Regions from separate parts of the Gossypium hirsutum genome. Here region 2 is linked to region 1. The links are chromatin contacts, called in public Hi-C maps. All regions are on one chromosome and are shown on one strand. Each heading gives the region's core, a stretch centred on a gene start, on an enhancer-like site or on the middle of the called end of the contact. The rest is flanking DNA. Distances are from core to core; before and after follow the strand shown.

What was found. A called contact is a pair of places that touch in the nucleus more often than the background predicts.
Region 2: a contact with region 1 is called in a Hi-C map of leaf, with 1.7 times the contacts expected there. The contact joins the promoter of LOC107918373 here to the promoter of LOC107919231 in region 1. A contact is called at or near these places in 2 of 34 Hi-C or Micro-C datasets (both in leaf).

What each region holds. Positions count from the first base shown.
Region 1 is chrD13:53,216,707-53,219,498 of Gossypium_hirsutum_v2.1, forward strand. It overlaps LOC107919231 (protein MAIN-LIKE 2-like), which reads right to left and starts at 1,347. Exons shown (of 2, transcript XM_016848734.1): 1 at 1,294-1,347; 2 at 557-1,180. The coding sequence starts at 1,347. The coding sequence ends at 557.
Region 2 is chrD13:53,433,417-53,436,145 of Gossypium_hirsutum_v2.1, forward strand. LOC107918373 (gibberellin 2-beta-dioxygenase 1) reads left to right here and starts at 1,416. Exons shown (of 3, transcript XM_016847923.2): 1 at 1,416-2,000; 2 at 2,095-2,452. The coding sequence starts at 1,612.

The DNA.
Region 1 (2,792 bases), core at 97-2,596:
CCGTGAACTTCCCCCAGCTGGCACGGTGGATCCGGGATAGGTTGGATGCAGCCAAACTGTCATAGCACCCTATCTCCGTGATACCACTCGACTACGTTGAAATTGATAATTGGTGCGTTAGTGTACCATATGTGGGAATCAACGTATGAGGACGAGGGTACAACGTTTGTGATTTTCGGCCTACGGTATGGCATCCATATAAACTGCATGATAACATTGTAACGAGTTAGAGCCATAACGTGTGAGTAAGATATAGAAATAGAATAGATGTCATGAATATTAGAATAGCAGTTTACCCCTTCCCGGGCATGCTGTTCAATCATCATGCGGTATATCGGGACATCATACGACTTCCCGATGCCTGGACGAACAGTCCACCTATAAAAAATAATATAGGGTTTAGGGTTGGTAACATTAGTCAATATATTATGACTACAAAATAATGACAATTTATATTTTATCACCTGAGTGGCAGTGGATACACATACGGTTGGTGACTAACGGATGCCAAAAACGGTAGCCGATAAAGCGCCCAGGACTATAGCAGTATGAGGCATCAGCCGATGTCATGGACTTTCGGCTTTGTCGCTCGACAAAGCTCCCGGTACAGCATTGCTAGAACGGCGGAACCCCAGCTATACAACCTAGCAGTGGATAGATCAGCTAGTAGGGACAAGTACATCAAATGCACACTGTCACCGTTTGCATCAAGCATGAGTACTGCCCCTATCATATGCATGATGTACGCTCGAGCAGCGCACATCAACTCACCTTCACTGGCATTCGCTGATAATTGTCCAATTTTAGCTTTCAGCCATATAAATTTTATGCCGAAAAAATACGACTCACCGTCCTCTGGCGAGTCTCCCAGGAGTTGATAACAAAGTGCAGCCAGATCCGTAAATGCAGATACTCCCGTTACGGGACTCCCGTCAATTGGAAGCCCAAGCTGCAATGTAACATCCTCCAAGGTCGTCGTGCACTCCCCGCACGGAAAATGAAAAGTGTGGGTCTCCGGGTGCCACCGCTCCACTAGCGCAGATAATATATCAAAGCGCAAGTCAGAGGACCGGATCAATGCTATTGACCTAAATCCGGCTAGCTCCAAGTACGGCATCAATCGTGCATACGGAGCTTTCTTTAAAACACTCACACGGCCCCTTAATACTCGGAACGAGTCCTGATAGTGTTAAATTACAGAAAAATTATTACGATAACATAATTTATTTGTATATACTGCGTATATCCTTTTTAAATAAATAGAACTCGTGATTAGTAAATAATAAATCATACCGCGTTATTAGCCGCAGCAAATATGTGTTCACCGTTTCCAATCAATCGAGCCATTACGATGCCTGCAAGTTGAAAAAAAAGTTAGTAAAAAAATCGAGCCATTTATTCGTATTTTTTTCTCTGCATTTTATTCCTTTAAAAAATATCATAATTTCTAATTTTATAATTTTACATTATTTCAGTGCATAATGTTTGAAATTTATTAAATTTGTGTGTTATTTAAATTAATTTTGTGTAAGAAAACAACCCTTACCCCTGCCATTTGCTCGTATTATTTTCTCGATTTTTATTACTTTCAGTAAAAATATATTATTTTCGTATTTTATTATTTTATATTATTTTAGTACTTTTTTTGAAATATTTTATATTAATTATTTCTTAATTTTAAAAAAAGTTAGTATTACTACACTCTTACTTCCGCCATTTGTTCGTATTTTTTGGTAAATAAAAAAAGTTTATAATATTTTGGTATTTTTTATTTTTTTGTAATATTTTGGTAAAAACCCAAAAAAACCTTTTTCCCTGCCCTTTGCTCGTATTATTATTTTCCCCATTTTTATTACTTTGAATAAAAATATATTATTTTCGTTTTTTATTATTTTATATTATTTAAGTACATTTTGTTTCAATTATTTGTATTGATTATTTCTGAATTTTTTTAAAAATTTACTAATACACTCTTACTTCGGCCATTTGTTCGTATTTTTTTATCCGCATTTTATTATTTTAAAAAATATCGTCATTTTTAATTTTTTCATTTTACATTATTTCAATGCATTATGTTTGAGATTTATTACATATACAATTTTTTTTGCATTTTATTATTTTCGCTGAATATAGAATTCTCGTTTTTTCTTTTCGTATTTAATATTTTCTTAAACATATTTCTTTATCATTTTACTTTTAATGCTATTTTCCTAAAATAACTAATTTCAACTTCCTAAGTAAAATTCACAAAAAAAATCCCTAATCAACATACAATGTACATATCATAACATAAATACGTATAATGTACATAACATCAAAATATATATGCTAAATAAAATATTAAAATACGTATAATTTACATAACATAAATTTTTAACATACAAATATTACAAAAAATTTCCTTTTTTTCCTTTTTTTCCTTCCTTCCCTCTTTTTTTTTCTCTTCTCCTTTCCTTTTCTTTCCTTCTTTTTCTTTCTTTCCTCTCCTTCCTTTCTTTCTTTCTTTCTTTCTTTCTTTCCCTCTCCTTCTTCCCCCCAGCACCGGTCGGCTACCTAAATAAGGCATTGGTGCCGCCAATGCCATTGGCCTGACCCTGGTTCGGTGCAGCCTTTTGCAGGCTTTTTTAGCTTTTTTTTGGTATATTTTGGTAATTTAAAAAAAATAATATTTTGGTAAATAAAAAAAAGGATAATATTTTGGTAAATTTTTATTTTTTATAATATTTTTGTAAAAAACCCTAAAAATCTTCTAAGAAAGAGTCTGAGAGACAGATTTGGGGTGGTGAGGATAC
Region 2 (2,729 bases), core at 166-2,665, 220 kb after region 1:
GATGATATGACAAGTTTTTATTCACTAATGATGCAGGAAATTTGTACACCGATAGTTCATCAAATATTTATTCCTTAAAAAATATATTTAAAAGTAGAATGTTAGTTTTATTAACATAAAAATTATAATATTAATTTTATTTGAAAATGTATAAATAAAAAAATTATAGGGATAAAAATTAAGTAAGAAAACCCTAGTAATTAAATTGTGAATATCAAGTCGACTAAGACTGTACGAAAATTGTAGTAATGGTTGATGAAAGGAATTAGAAATGGAAGATACCATGCCCATGCCTTGCCTAGGGACATGCATTTGAAGCATTTCAAGTCACCTCTCCAATGCTCCCCCCTATTACCAAAAAAACATGATCAATACGTACTTTGCCATTAACAAATTTGACTGTACCCATGTGATCTATCCACAGTTTCCATTGTCAAACCACACACTATTCTATATAGTCACGTCTTATTAAAATTGACACCTCATTAATTTTTTAATTGTAATAAAATTGTGAAAATGTGGCATATAATTGATGGTGTTAGTGAGTAATATATAAATGAGTTGGAAAGGTAAAACCTTGAGAACACCAAAGTTGAAGAGTGTGGAGATTAGAGTCAATAATATTAGGGTCAAGAGAAGAAATATAATAATGATTGTAGTTGATAGTCAAAATCTATGGGTAGTAAACATTAGCAATGGGGGTTATAGTATCAAGGTTTGCCTTCCCAACAGTCGTGCCATTTTCTGTAGTAAGCTTTTGCCACATTTCATCAACTTTCACTCTCTCTCAATTAATTTTATTTTAATATTTGGTATGAATCCACTTTTCGTCAAACTATACAACTACCAATTTATGATTGTAGGCATGGAAATCGAATTCAATTCTTTCTAGTTACTAAAAAGGAGAATGATTGAATTAAGATAAAGACTTGTAATTTTCTTCCAATAACACAATTCAAAATCAAAGAAGCTTCTTCTTCTTGAATCAACCATCATTGTCTCAATTGAAAAAATTTTAATGTTGTATGGATATCAAAATTATATTACTAAACCATTATGTCTATATACTCAACTAACAATCTTAACATATGCTGTCACGTCAGTTTATTTTAATAGTATTAAATAGCTTTAAAAAATCAAACTAATTTTCAGGTAAATACAAATTGTCAGAGAACTAAATAATAATAATAATAATAATAATAATAATAATAATAGTAATAGGGGATTGGTGACGAGTGTTGACTTTGCTTTTGTGAAAGGTCCTGACGGCCGACCTTAGCCTGTTTAGAATATAAATTTACATGTCTTCTGTTACATGTAAAATAAATAAATAAAATAAAGAAGAAACTTCTTTTTTTTTTATATATTTTTAAAAAATCTAAATTCGCTTTTCTCCTGCTATAAATAGCCAAGCAAAACCCCAGTCATTTGTTCATTTGCCCCCCTCCATACAAATCTGTATCGAACTCCAAAATTTTCTCTTCTTTCATCACCAAACCAGTTCAATCTTATCCATCCGTTTTGCTTTCTTTCTTAGTTGCATCGAAAAGAACCCAACAAAGATAACATCAAACAACTGACAAAGAAAAGGCAGCAAGCAAGGAAAAAACAATGGTGATACTGTCAAAACCAGCAATTGAACAGTTTAGTTGTATCAGAAACAAGCAGGCAGCTACATTGTTCCCTCCTCTTATCCCTCTTGTGGACCTCTCCAAACCAGATTCCAGGCAGCAGATCATCAAAGCCTGTGAAGAATTTGGGTTCTTCAAGGTCATCAACCATGGGGTTCCCATGGACTTCATTTCCCGGCTAGAATCTGAAGCCACCAAGTTCTTCTCTTTACCCCTTTCTGAGAAAGAGAAAACAGGACAACCCAAGCCTTATGGCTATGGTAATAAAAGGATTGGACCAAATGGTGATGTTGGTTGGGTGGAATATCTTCTCCTCACAACCAACCAAGACCCGAATCTCCTTGGAACTGAAAACCCAGAGAGTTTCAGGTAAATTTTTTTAATTTTTTTTCTTACACCAAGGAATTTGTTTTGTCGGGTTTTTTTACAGCTTTTGAAAACTGTGCTGTTTTTGGTTTTCCAGGATTGCTTTGGATAATTATATGGCAGCAGTGAAGAAAATGGCATGTGAGATACTTGAAATGATAGCTGATGGGCTAAAGATTCAGCCAAGAAATGTGTTGAGTAAGCTGATGATGGATGAACAGAGTGACTCTGTTTTCAGGCTGAACCATTACCCTCCATGCCCAGAGGTGGTTCAGTCCTTGAATGGAACGAGCAGTAATGTGATTGGATTCGGTGAACACACTGACCCACAAATCATTTCGGTCCTAAGATCCAACAACACTTCCGGCCTTCAAATCTCTCTTAGAGATGGCACTTGGATTTCAGTCCCACCAGACCAATACTCTTTTTTCATCAATGTTGGTGATTCCTTACAGGTAAATCCCGAAGCCTACATTCACATCCCAACACGTTAAAACAAGTAATTTTCAATCGTTCATTGGTTACTTTTTCCCTTTTGTTATGGATGAAATCACTTCTGGTCTAGTTTTTGTTCATTTCTTATGAGAATTTGTTCATCAGATAAATATCTGTCATTTCTCACTTACAGTCCCCACTAATCATTATTTTCCCTCACTGCCAAACAGCTTAGCTGTATGTATTAGCTCTCAAACTACCCCCATACATCAAATTCCAAACAACTTTGGGGGTTGT